Regions from separate parts of the Mus musculus genome. Here region 1 is linked to region 2. The links are chromatin contacts, called in public Hi-C maps. All regions are on one chromosome and are shown on one strand. The core of a region is the stretch at or near the end of the contact, and the rest is flanking DNA. Distances in the headings are between cores, read along the strand shown. Region 1 overlaps Gm30636 (a long non-coding RNA gene). Region 2 has its middle 32 kb from the start of Btla.

Evidence for each region. Hi-C and Micro-C count contacts between places; a contact is called where the count stands out from the background.
Region 1: a contact with region 2 is called in a Hi-C map of regulatory T cells, with 2.8 times the contacts expected there. The contact joins two enhancer-like sites. A contact is called at or near these places in 1 of 39 promoter capture datasets (the C10 cell line), 3 of 484 Hi-C or Micro-C datasets (cortical neurons, myocytes and regulatory T cells), 3 of 115 datasets of contacts at active chromatin or transcription factors (CD8 T cells, regulatory T cell precursor and thymic regulatory T cells) and 2 of 9 other capture datasets (adipose tissue and liver).

Annotation. Positions count from the first base shown.
Region 1 is chr16:45,348,417-45,355,592 of GRCm38.p6, forward strand. The region is part of intron 1 of Gm30636 (a long non-coding RNA gene); the gene reads right to left. Among named protein-coding and RNA genes, the nearest start is that of Gm30636, 10 kb to the right of the region's middle. Within about 2 kb of position 1,340, at least 30 of the 459 cell types and tissues checked have an H3K27ac peak or open chromatin away from gene starts, as enhancers often do. A contact at or near this core is called in regulatory T cells, where this site is marked.
Region 2 is chr16:45,253,028-45,260,217 of GRCm38.p6, forward strand. No RefSeq gene overlaps it. Among named protein-coding and RNA genes, the nearest start is that of Btla, 32 kb to the left of the region's middle. Within about 2 kb of position 4,759, at least 30 of the 459 cell types and tissues checked have an H3K27ac peak or open chromatin away from gene starts, as enhancers often do. A contact at or near this core is called in regulatory T cells, where this site is marked.

The sequences.
Region 1 (7,176 bases), core at 90-2,589, 92 kb after region 2:
TGGGATCACCACCTCCTTCTTCAGCAGGCTATTTCTGCAAAGCATTCCATTCTCCCACATGGTACTGAAGGACTCACAACGTGAGGACTCCCCCACGTTCTGACTCAGGAGAGGCGACACCCCAAAATCACCCACAAGAAACGGTCTTGCTGCAAATTGCAAGAGGATTTTTATTCAAGAGCGCTCTCGGGCCCACGGTCATACACCACGCAGGGGTAGAGGACCATGGCGCCCCGAGTAGCTGAGTAAGGGGGTATTTAAAGGAAAAAACCACAACTCAAGGAGGTGGGAAGGGCATTGTTGGAAAATACCAAAAATACCAGATAAGAGTCACAAGGAAGTACAAAGTCACAGGTGTCACAAGGAATACCTGGTAATTGTTAACTCTCAAGACAGTTTCTAAGAGCCCCTAACAATAGCACATTTGCATTGCAACTTCCAGGAATGGTCAGGGTGACTTTCTTTGAATGAATACTCCTTGAACTCAGGAAGTGGGTGGGTGGAGGAATGTCACTATCTGTTTTATGATTAGCATACCTTGGAGTACTGAGTTTACTACTCTTTCAGTACCTGCTTTCTTTGAACACGCATGTTATTCAGTTATTGGCTGCTGTGTTGGAATTGTTTGCTCAAGTTTGTTTATCTCCGTGCTTCACATCAGACAGTAAGTGCTATATTTGTTTTGCAGAATTTGTCTCCATTAACAGATAATGCATTTGGGAACAAGTTTTTCTGTTTGTTTGTTTGTTGAACTAGAAACACAATTCCACAATGATATTTTAGTGTTTTCTTCTTCATAACTTTTTCCCATGTATTTTGCTCAAGAACAGTAGAAGATGAATATTTTTATATTATCTCTTTTCTTAAAAAATTGGGATGATGGGCCAGGCGCATGACTTTAATCCCAGCACTTGGAAGGCAGAGGCAGGTGGATCTCTGAGTTCGAGGCCAGCCTGGTCTACAGAGTGAGTTCCAGGACAGCCAGGGCTATACAGAGAAACCCTGTCTCGAAAAGCCAAAACAGAAGAAAAAGAAAAAAAGAAAGGAAGAAAGAAAGAAAAAGAAAAAGGAAAAAAGAAAAAAGAAAAAAGAAAAAAAAATTGGGAGCCAAGGTTCCAGGTAGACCAACCTAACTGGGATGAGTCCAGAGGATAGCTGCATTCAGGTGCAAATTGGTCCAAGCGCAGAAGGGCTGAAGCAATCTACTGCATTCAGCATATGCAAAGGAAACACCTGGGCCCTTTCTTCCTGGGGATCCAACAGCTAGAGGAAGGACAACAAAGAACCAGAACCACGCATTTGCTTTTTCCAGACTTGCCCCACCCACACTTCCTTCCTTCTCTTCTGTAAGAGTTTAGCCCTTAGTTTTGACTGTGATAGATACACTGAGCCCCTAGCCTTGCTTGTACATGGGCTCACTCAATGATTAAGGTAGCTCAGCCCCAGCCCTATATGGGAATCTACAGTGTCACTGCAGGAATCTGGAAGCTACATGGTGAAGCTACATACTCCCTTGTCTCTTTTTACTAAGTTTGGGAACTGTGGGCTTTGCCCTTGACTGAGTTATGAAGTCACTTGCCAAGTCTGATTGTGACAGGAAAGTCCACAAAAGAACCACTTATTACACAAAGTGGAAATTGAAGGCAGAATCTTAGAAGGAAGTGAGTCTAAGGGTTAAGAAGTTCAAATAAACAATCTCTTAAAAGTTCATGAGGTGAGTTAGAGGGCAGCTCTGGAGATCTAGATGAGGACAGCAAGGCAAACCTGGAAGAGCCCACAAGGATCAAGGGTGACTCCATGCATCACTGCAGGCAGACCAGAGATGGCTTCCCCCATTTTGTCTATACGTTCAACTCATTTTTAAATTTCCTTTTATACTTCACTGAAGAATCTCAATTCCAACTTTCTCCTCTAGGGATAACAGTCTCAAAAATTTTAAGCCAGGCTGGATACTCCATTGAGAAATTTGAGAAAAAATTACTCAGAATTCAGTTAAAAAAGACATTTTGGGATCATTGACTAGTTTCACCAAAACTTATATTTAACAATAGTAATTAATATTTACCGCATGCCAATATCGTAGTGCAATCCCTGAGTTTGCTGGCAATTCTATTCCCTACTATGCAGTGCTTGGGGCTTTTTGTGTGGATCCTAAAATTTCTTATTTTTGTTGGGCCATTTAATTTTATTTACTTCCTTATACTCTATAGGCACTTGAAATTGATATCAGGGATTGACCGGAACCACTGGAGGATTGCACATATTTTGTTAACTTGATACAAACCTAAATATAAGTGGGGCATTTTATTGATTGCTATTGAGGGTGGTTCCGTCCTGGGCTATAGAGAAAAGATAGCAGAGCATACCAGTAAACAGCATCTGTCCTTGGTTTCTGCTTCAAGCTCCTGCCTTTGCTTCTCTTGGTGATATAAAGTATAAAACGAGGTAAGCTCTTTCCTTCCTAAGATGCTTTTGATCAGGGCTTTATCACAACAACAAAAAAGGAAACTAGAGCAAGAGGCTTAACGTTCTCCTGTCTCCATGGGTGGAATTGAACAGATGTCTACTCCTAACAAGAGCGTGGACAGTTTATTTAGGAAATGACACCCTGCAAAGGGAAGAAATAGCCAAAAAACAGTAGCTCAAAGACCTCACTGCACAGAGAACAGAGAGTTTTGTGTTGTTTTACTGTGGACGTGTGGGCTTGTTTAGATAGTGAAGGCTTTGGGACTCATTTGCAATGGCACCCATTTTTTAAAGCATGCTCTCTCTGTTACATGTAGTTCCATATATAACTGTGCCTTGCATGTCTCAGTAGCATCTTGAATCTCTATCTAGAGATGTACATTTTAGTGGTATAATGAGCTATAGGTCAGACTCTGGGGTACTTCTGAGCCAGAGCCTGTGATTGGTTTTAGCTGGGTAGGAATTTCCAGTGTATTTTAGTTTTTCATATGCTAATTTTGTAAGACTTTGAGCCAGACCTCCCAGAACACACTAAGTTATTCTGCTTCCACAACTAGAGAGGGAGAAGAGAAACATCTCAAGGACTGCTAACAGTATTTACTTGCACCTCAGATACAGATTTCTGTGTAGTTATTGGGACATAGTTATTTTAGTAAGAAACAAAAAAAGAGACCGGAACCATCAAATTAAAGAAAAAAAAAACTTTAAAAGTTAAAGATATTAAATATATTCTTGGTAAAGATGGTTAGAGAGAGAGAGAGAGAGAGAGAGAAAGAGACACTGTTAGATGAAAAGGGATTTGGGATGGCATTTTTCTCCTCTGTGAGAGGGTTGTTCCAAAACAGAAATAGAAATCAGTCATCAGGAAAGAGAAAACGAGAACACCTGAGCCCGTCACAGAAGGTCTGGGTCACGTCACAAACAAGTTCATACAAGATAAAATGTTACAAGATGGCATATTTGGTTAAGTTTCCGATGAGAAGAGGTTAGCAAAATTTTATAAAGGTCACATTGAAATAAGAAAGCAGAGAAGATGTATTTGTTTGCTTATTTGTTTGTTTGTTTACTACCTACTTACTTATTTACTTATTTTTTTTCAGAGGAGATTTATTTAGTGCAATCACTTTGGGTAAAAGACCAAAGAAGACTCCCTGTACTCAGATTCATCTTTTTCTCTAGTCAGTTTTGGCCAGGTCCATATCTTATCCATCCGACTACTCCATCTTTTCATCAGATATTTGGAAGGAGCTGTAAAAGGAGGCAGTGGAACCCTCAGACACTCCAGTTTAATTTACAAATTTTGGAGTTTTGAGGTTTTTCAAGAACAGAAATAAAAAGACTGAAGCTGCCATGAGCTCACTGGTGATGTTGACTGACCATGCAGATAACCATGGAGGTATCTTGAAGAACTCTTGATGTAGCATGTGAAAATATTATTTCTAATACTAGGGCCTTGTTCTCTGCTGTATTGATATTTCAGCTTGCCTCACTGGGTGAACTTGTATAGTATAGTATAGTATAGTATAGTATAGTATAGTATAGTATAGTATAGTATAGTATAGTATAGTTACTTGTATAGTAACAGTATGGTAGACTTTTCCTAAGAGTCAAAGGAGTTGCCAGCCCCAGCTTTGGAAATGCCATCCATATACACAGCCATATACAATGCCATATACAAGGCCTAAAATTGTCACCTAGACAGTAGGTCACATTCTTGGAACCACAATTTGCTTGCTTATCATTCTTTAACATATGAATAGCTGGGACACTTATACGCTATAGTAGCTACGGCAGCTATAGCAATACGATAAATAAAGTTACAAAATTTCCTTTTCTGTATCTCTTTTCTATAATTAAAGACAAACCTACATATACATAAGCAGAGAAAGAATGAGCATTCAGTAAAGTTACACTAACCAAAATGACTGGTGGATTCCAGGGAAATATAATATTCTGTTGTTGGAAGCAAAGGGGAAAAAATATTGAGAGAATTTATGATTCATGGTACCTCAAAAGACAGACATTACATGTTCTAGTTAATTGTGTCTTTGGGGGAAAAATAGATCATGATCCTGAAGTTAGAGGGCCTGTCTGTCTGTCCTGTCTGCCCTGTCTGCCCTGTCTGCCCTGTCTGTCCTGTCTGTCCTGTCTGTCCTGTCTGCCCTGTCTGTCCTGTCTGCCCTGTCTGTCCTGTCTGTCCTGTCTGCCCTGTCTGTCCTGTCTGTCCTGTCTGTCTGTCCTGTCTGTCCTGTCTTTCTGTCCTGTCTGTCCTGTCTGTGTGATAGCCAGATGTAAAGTCAAGCTGCCTCCTTTCCTTCACCCAGTACAAAGGATGGACACATTCTAAGGAAAGAAATGGCAATTAAATTTTACTTAAATGCTATCTCTGTCAAGGGTATAAATATCTTCTGATGTGTGCTAATACTCTTCTCAGAATGGGAAGAAACCTACCTCTCAAGTTGGATAGAGGTCTACTCCATCCATATTGAAAGAGAACAGGAATTTCTCTAGAATAAAACTTCTGCCTTATGTACCCATGCCCTCAAGTGTATCCTAAGAATAAGGCCATGTAAATCTACAGACTATTAAAAGCCTTAGAAATTCTCTTCAAACAAAGGAATATATATATATATATATATATAAAATGTATACATATATTTTTTGTTTGTTTTGTTTTGTTTTTGTGTTTTGTTTTTTGTTTTGTTTTGCTTTAAAGTCATGGTTTCTCTGTGTAGTCTTGGCTGCCCTGGAACTTACTCTTTATACCACGCTAGCCTCAAACTCAGTGATCTTTCTGCCTCTGCTTCCTGAGTGCTGGGATTAAAGGTGTATACCATTGCTGCCCAGCTTTGTGTATACATTTTTTAGTGTAAAGATGTTCTATTTGGGAACGTATGCTTAGGTAATTGAGCGTGTATGGATATGAACATGTTCACATGTTCCCAGCCATGGCATGTCTCCAAAGCCTCAGACCTATGGAGATAAGACAACTCTTCCTCAGCACCTTCGTTCTGGATGAAGAATGATAGATTGTTTGTTATCTTGACATTTACCTATGTTCTCTTTCCCTATGCGTCTCCCTGCCAGGATGCTTACTTGCCTTCATAACCTCAAGCCAGTCTCCTACAATTTACTCTACCTTTGGGTGGCCCTCTTGGACCTGTTTGGTTTTGTTTTGCCACATTCTCAGGATGAAGCCACCATGGTGTTTGTCTGCATTTCTAGTCCACAGGCTTTTACTCCTGAAGTCAAGTTAAAATAATGAGGACATGGGATTGCAAGCTTGTACAACCACTCTGGAAATCAGTCTGGCGGTTCCTCAGAAAATTGGACATAGTACTACCAGAGGATCCCGCAATACCTCTCCTGGGCATATATCCAGAAGATGTCCCAACCGGTAAGAAGGACACATGCTCCACTATGTTCATAGCAGCCTTATTTATAATAGCCAGAAGCTAGAAAGAACCCAGATGCCCCTCAACAGAGGAATGGATACAGAAAATGTAATACATTTACACAATGGAGTACTACTCAGCTATTAAAAAGAATGAATTTATGAAATTCCTAGGCAAATGGTTGGACCTGGAGGGCATCATCCTGAGTGAGGTAACACAATCACAAAAGAACTCAAATGATATGTACTCACTGATAAGTGGATATTAGCCCAGAAACTTAGTATACCCGAGATATAAGAGACAATATGTAAAACACATGAAGCTGAAGAAGAACGAAGACCAAAGTGTGGACACTTTGCCCCTTCTTAGAATTGGAAACAATCACCCATGGAAGGAGTTACAGAGACAAAGTTTGGAGCTGAGACAAAAGGATGGACCATCTAGAGACTGCCATATCCAGGGATCCATCCCATAATTAGCCTCCAAATTATGACACCATTGCATACACTAGCAAGATTTTGCTGAAAGGACCCTGATATAGCTGTCTCTTGTGAGACTAGGCCGGGGCCTAGCAAACACATAAGTGGATGCTCACAGTCAGCTATTGGATGGATTACAGGGCCCCCAATGGAGGAGCTAGAGAAAGTATCCAAGGAGCTAAAGAGATCTGCAACCTTGTAGGTGCAACAACATTATGAATTAACCAGTAACCCGGAGCTCTTGTCTCCAGCTGCATATGTATCAAAAGATGGCCTAGTAGGCCATCACTGGAAAGAGAGGCCCATTGGACACGCAAACTTTATATGCCCCAGTACAGGGGAACGCCAGGGCCAAAAAGTGGGAATGGGTGGGTAGGGGAGTCAGGGGGAGGGTATGGGGGACTTTTGGGATAGCATTAGAAATGTAATTGAGGAAAATACTTAATTAAAAAAAATATAAAAAAATAAAAAAAAATAATGAGGACAGATAGACTACCAGACACAGTGGCCTTAGACACGCTTCCAGTAACACAAGGAGGAAACTGCTTAATCTTTAAAGAGAGATGTTGTTTTGTTGGTGGTTTGTTTGTTTGTTTATTTGTTTGTTCTGGCTCTTGTTTTTTCAAGACAAGGCTTTTCTGTGTAGCCCCACCTGTCCTGAAACTTGCTCCATAGACCAGGTTGGCCTTGAACTCATAGAGATCCTTCTTCCTCTGTCTCCAGAGTACTGGGATTAAAGGTGTGCAACACCACTGCCGTACTTTGTCTTTCTTTCTTCCTTCCTTCCTTCCTTCCTTCCTTCCTTCCTTCCTTCCTTCCTTCCTTCCTTTCTTTCT
Region 2 (7,190 bases), core at 3,509-6,008:
TGCCAATAGCTCTCCAGGCCAGAGCAGCCATCTTATGTCCCTTCTCCATCCACAAGGGACATTGATGGCACCAATCTGGTATAGGTCTTGTACAAATAACCCCAGCTGCTGTGAGTTTAAGAGGACAACACTCCCGTCACGTCCAGCAGCTAGTATTTTACTATACTCTTTCCTGTGACTCAGGTCTCAGGTTCTTTCCCTGTCCTGCTTCACTCATCTTCCTCGAGCATTGGAAGGGAGTGGGTAGAGATGCCACAGGTATAGCTAAACCCTCAACGACCACTTGTTCTTCACCCTTGTTCTTCAAGCAACAGTTACTTGCTATAACTCTCTGCATTGGCCACACCTACCACAGTGAGAAGTTTCTCTGACCATGGCTGAGAACAGTCCAGGTCTATGGTTTAGATGTAAGTATTCCAGAGCCTGCATGACCAGGTGAAAATTTACTGAGCATTTTATTTCTAATTTTTCTTTTATTTAAAATATATTTAATACAACATATTCTGATTACAGTTTTTCCTTCTTCAACTTCTCCCACCTCCCCTCTCATCTAGATCCACACCCTTTCTGTCTCTGCTTAGAAAACAAATAGGTATCTAAAAAATCATAATAAAATAAGACAAAAACGAATCAGAATAGGACAAAACAAACAGAAGAAAAAAAACAAAGAAAAAGCACAAGACACATACATAGATGTATGCAATGACTCACATGTTCACACACACACACACACACACACACACACACAAAGGAATGTCATGAAAACCCAGAATCAGAAGCCATAATATAAATCCAAAGGGTCTGTAAGGTTTTTTTTTTTAATGCCCTGACAAAACAAAGTTGTCATTGAGTTCATTTTGTGGTGGTCATATACAGCTAGGAATAGGGTCTGCCCTTAAGAGTGGTTTGTAGATCCAGTGAGATTCCACTGGAGAAAATTAAGTTTTCATTTTTGAGTGGTAATTAATTGGAGATAGCTTCAAGATTAAGGGGCTTGTATCTACTACTTTCAGTTCTAGAAACCCATCTTGTGCAGATCTAGAACCCCTGGGCATGCTGCCTGAGTCTCTGTGAGATCATACACGTGTCTGCCCTACTGTGTCTAAAAGGCCTTATTTTGCCTTTCCTAGCCACACTAGGAGAAGATACACCTTATCCTACTTTAACTTGGTAGATCAAGGTGGGCTGATATCCATGGGAAGCCTCCCCTTCTCTGAGGAGAAAGGGAGGATAGGAAGATGAAGGGAGGTGAGGTGAGAGCAAGGGGCTGGGAGAAGGGGAGGGAGGTGAAGCTGATGAGATCTGGATGTAAAGCAATTACTTAAAGAAAAAGTAAACTAGAATGAGAGTGAAATAGAGAGATAGAAAGAGAGAGAGAAATAGAAAGAGAGAGAGAAATAGAGAGAGGGAGAGAGAGACTTGCTTCCTTGTCCTCTATCCTCTCTTAAAATGATTTGCCTCCTGTTCCAGCAGGATTCCCTGAGCCCCGAGGGGAGGGGCTTGATGGAGGCATCCCGTTTAGCACTAAATGTTCTAAGATCTCTCACATTATACATACTGTCTGTCTGTGAGTCTCTGTATTTTTCCCCCATGGACAACACAAAAAGACTCCGGCATTTTTGTAGACTTTGCCTCATATTGCTTTGTTTGACCTCAGTGGTCTTTTGTTTGTATATTATAGCTAATGATCTTTATAATGGATTTTGTTCGCTTGTGCGTGCATGTGCACATGTGTGTTGTATGTGTGTTTGTTTCTTGGGGTTCTTTTCTAAAATTTTTTATTCCGTTTTGTTTTCCTATTTGTTTTCTAGAGAAATAAAGAAAGAAAGGGTGTAGAATTGGGCAGGTGGGGAAAATTTTGGAGGAGGCATTTGGGGAGGGGAAACTATGATCAGAATATATTTTATGAAAAAATTTCATTAAAATATATAAAAAGAATTAAAATAATTAAAAGTTAATTTTTAGCCGAGAAATATTAAGAAGAAAACACTAACATTTTCCATGTGCTCTTTTCTGCAATATTCTCAGCTGCATGCCCTCCCCTCTGCCCCCAACAACCTGTAGGATAGGAGAATTTTAATCGAATGAGAACCAAAGGTGAGATGTCATTACCAACCTATGTCTCTAGTTTGTCTTAGGGTATATATTCTTGGTGCTGTCGTTTTTATGATTTTCACTTGTACACATTGCTAGGGCAACCTACAGAGCAACCCTGCTATGTCTCCTCCTGGACACTGTCTCATGCTCCACGTCTTTACCCTTTCTGTTCTCTTAACTCCTTGAGAGTGTGTCATCTATGAATTGTATCTATTGCTTTGCATTTTCCAGAATAGTTGGAGTTATATCTTATGTATCCTTTTCATACTGGCTTCTTTGATGCGGTAATGTGTTCCTTCATGTTTTTCCATAGCTTAATAGTTTATTTCTTCTCAGGGATGAATAACATTTCATTGCCGGGACATCTTAGAGTTTATTCATTTTCCTTCTGAAGGAATTCTCAGTTGCTTCCAAGTTTTGGTAATTATGAAGTGCTATAAACATTTGTGTGTAAGTCTTTATATAGGAAGGAACTCTCATTTTATTTGGATAAAAGTCAAGGGAGATGACTGTTGGCCTGGAGGTGTGTTTACTTTTGTAATAATCACTATGATGGCTCGCTATGATAGCTTTACCACTTTGTATTCCTACCAGCTTCCTAGCTAACATGTGATGTCATGTTTTGGAATATCACCATGCTAATGTTTAGTGATAATGTCTCATGGCTGTTTACACTTTAAATTCCATCACGATATGTGGTCCTGGCCACCTTTAAGCGGCTTAATTGCCTTCTCTGTATCTTCTTTGGTGAGGTATACGTTCAAATTTCTCATCTCAATCTACAATTCATCTTCTTTTTTTTAATTAGGTATTTTCCTCATTTACATTTCCAATGCTATCCCAAAAGTCCCCCATATCCCCCCCCCCACTCCCCTACCCACCCATTCCCACTTTTTGGCCCTGGCGTTCCCCTGTACTGGGGCATATAAAGCTTGCGTGTCCAATGGGCCTCTCTTTCCAGTGATGGCTTACTAGGCCATCTTTTGATACATATGCAGCTAGAGTCAAGAGCTCCGGGGTACTGGTTAGTTCATAATGTTGTTGCACCTACAGGGTTGCAGATCTCTTTAGCTCATTGGTTACTTTCTCTAGCTCCTCCATTGGGGGCCCTGTGATCCATCCAATAGCTGTCTGTGAGCATCCACTTATGTGTTTGCTAGGCCCCAGCGTAGTCTCACTAGAGACAGCTATATCAGGGTCCTATCAGCACAATCTTGCTAGTGTATGCAATGACAATTCATCTTCTTATGCTCATGATGATCACAGAATTTACACAGAATTTGTTATGTTGGCTTCCACATTAGACTGGGGACTTTAAAAATTTACTTTATTTTATATGTCTTGCCTGTATTTATATGCACCATCTGCTGCCCCAGGCTTAAGAAATCCCGAAGAGGGCATCACATTATCCTGAAATGGAGTTACAAACAGTTGTTAGCTGTTATGTGGGTGCTAGAAATCAAACCTGGGTCCTCTGGAAAGATCTGGTACTTCTAACACTTGAGCCATCTCTCCATTCCCAGCTGTGGGCCTTTTAAGGGTAAATATTGTTATATTCCTAATTAGTTTCCCAACCCAGTGCTTGGCATGTATTATAATTAAAAAGTGTTGAATATTTGTGAAGTAAACCATCCTCTTCCCTCTTACTCAAAGGATGATTTTTTTGTCAGATACATAAAAACTTTTGGGAGTATTTTGTAATGTAAAATCACAACTTCACACCCTAAGCAGGAATCTCCATTTGAATAAGACCCTGGTGTGTTGTATGCACTCTGTGGATTTTACAATTCATTTAGCCTGCTTGAACCTGTTTCTTCCCACTCTCACTCAAGTATGGCAGGAAGCAAAGTACATTTATAGGACAGACTAATTTGGAAAGTTCCTTTTTAAGCAGATACAGGAAGGGCCTCTACACCCCACCCAGAAAGTAAAAACAGCAAGTAAGAAAGAAAACATTTTTATTTAGAAGCTTGTGAAAAAGAACTGGAGAACATGAGAACTGAACATTCTGTGCTAGCAATCAGCTTACAGACTCCAAACAAATTATAGGTGTTGATTTTCAAAATGAGGTCCTGTTCAAAAGTCAGACCGAGTAAACATTCTGTGTGCCTTGCTTCGCCTGAGTATAGGAGCACATACTAGCACCTATGGGGTTTGCTGGTTTCTGAGACTACAGGACAAACCAAGGTTCTATTTTTGTATGGCACAGCCTACAAATAGAGATAAAGGCTATAACCTGATAGCTTAATAATGTCACAGAAGTAGATGCAGAACATATGGAAACTCTATGCCACTCTAAGTTCCTTGAAGCTTGTTTCTTACTTTATTAGAATCTTCATTCCCTAGAAACTGCCTGGAGGGTTATGAAGAAAACCCAATTCACTGCATTCCTCTATCTTTATAGGTGCACATGGCTCGGACCCAAAGACAAAAATCTCATGATTTCCTTTCTAAATCCTGCTTCACTTTGGAACTTACCTGCAGATAGAGTTCATCTACAGAGAGATGCTTCAGACCTTCAAGGGTGCCAGCTGGCTACATGCAGCCACAGGCAGAGAGACAGGATTCCAATTTCTTGGTCTTTAATGCAAGAGTTGTTTTCTTGAGGTTCATGTGGTCAAAGGGGCAGGAGCCCTGTCTCTTACAGCCAGCTAAATATCCTCTTTTTGGAGGGCGTGCCTGCAGAGGGAGGCCAGACAAAGATCCTATTTTGTGGCTGGGGTAAACCTATGAGGAAATCAAAAGAATGGTTTCTTGCTTTCTTGAGTTTATAATAGGAATGAACAGCATGTTATACCAGTTACTGGATGGAATGAAATTAAAAGTGCACTTCTTTGGGGGAAATCAAAGAAAGAGTGTTTGTGATTTCTCTTCTAGTCAGACTAAAGATAGAGAATTCTAATTAGAGATAGTCATTTCTAAGGGCATGGGATATTTTATAAAGTTGTTTCTATTTCTGTTTCTCTTAGTGGATATATATATATATATATATATATATATATATATATATATATATATATATATATATATATATATATATAAATTGTACCCATGAAGTGATTTCATTGTTCCATTGTTCTATTCTGGTACAAGTCTATAATGTATTTTAATCATATCTACCCTCTGATTCTCTTCCCAGCTAGTTGCTCTACTACTATCATGTCTTTTTGGATTTGTTGTTTGTTTCAGTGACTCAGTGAGTTTCAACTGTGTTACTTACAGGAGCATAGGTGGGAAGGTTGTTTACAGGCGCATAGACATCTTACCAGTGGCTATATCATTGAAGAAAATATCTCTCCCTTTCCAGAGGCATTAACTGCTTATAGATCCTCAGGCAATTCATGTACGCCTCTCTACTCTGTGCGGAAATGTTGGCAGCCCAATCTTTTGGAAGTACTGTGAGGGTACTCCTATTGCTGTTGAGTTTAAGAGTGCAATGATATGTGCCCACAAGATACTTTGGTGGGTAGAGCCGCCTGCCACATGGCTTAATGACCTGAGATTAATACCTGGAACCCATAAAGTAGAAAGAAAGAATTGACTCCCACAACTTGCCCTCTGACCTCCACATGTATGCTCTGGAACACATATCCCCCTCCCTTCAATAAAGAGAATAAAATCTAAGTTTTCAAAAAAAAAATCTTCAATGGTCATATAGCACCCAGGAATCTGCATTCCACAATGCCCTACCACTTACTCCAGGTCTTGATTTTTTTTTCTTCTCTTCTGTTCTATTTCCTAAAAGTTAGAATGGCTGAACTGTCCATGGCTGAGTACTCAGTCACATGTTCTGAAGACTTTGACCAGTTAGGAGTCCCTGCAGCCACTCCTGTGAGTGGGGAACATATTGGTAGTGTCAGAAGTGAAAACATGAAGATTTGAGTTTGATCCCTAGAACCCATGTCAAACAGCATTGATATAGTGTGGTGCACACCCGTATTCTCTGCTCTCAGGAGGAAGGAATAGGGGATCCCAGGGAGCTTGCTGGCCATTCAGTCTAGTCAAATCATTGAACTCTTGATTTGGTGAGACGCCTCGTCTCAAAAATTAAGGAAGGGAGTAAATGAGAAAAACAGCTGATATTGGTCTTTGCCCTTCATATGCATGTACACATTCATGAACATATACACAAACTTACATAGTTAATATGCCTATATAACAATAACTATCATTTTAATTTACGACAATGCTACGAGCTTATCTAAGTCTTAGAAACTATGTAGTAGTTGATAATTTTATTGGGCAGGAATGATTAGAATTCTATCAAGCCCTGTAAAATAGTAAACAAACAGAGATTAAAAAGCACAGACTCAAGAGCCTGGAATGATGGTGCATGCCTGTAACCCAAGTACTCAGAAGGCAGAAGCAAGAGGATCATAACTCTGAGGCTGGTCCTGGCTATGGAGTAAGCTGCTGTCTCCTAAAACAAAACAAAACAAAACAAAACAAAACAAAACAAAACAAAACAAAACAAAACAAAACAAAACAAAACAAAACAAAAACTAAGAAACAAACAAAAGTATGTCTTAGTTTGTGTTTTGTTGTTATGAACTGACACCATGACCATGACAACACTTATAAAGAGAAACATTTAATCGGTGCTGGCTTACAGTTTCAGAGGTTCAGTCCATTATGAGCATGCTAGGAAGCATGGTGGTGTCCAGGCAGACATGGCGCTGGAGAAGGAGTTAGGAGTTCTACATCTGAATCCTTAAGCACCACTGAGATGGGCTTGACTGCCACCTACTGGTGCACTTCCTCCAAAAAAGTCACACCCACTCCAAGGCCACACCCTAATAGTGCCACTACCTATGGATCTATGGGGCCATTTTTTATTCAAACCCACACAAATACTAACAACAGAAATCCTTCACACATTCTTACTATTCACCAACTACTAAAAATGGTTAGAAGAATAGCTCCTATCATAGATTATGTTGTTTTTACAACTCTAGAGAATTTTTATTTTCTTTGGATGATTTTCTATATAGAGTTTGGGTCAGTGTGATCTCCAAGTTCATTTTAACTATAAATTCTCAGTGTCACTTCTTTTTATTATTATTAGATATTTTCTTTATTTACATTTCAAATGC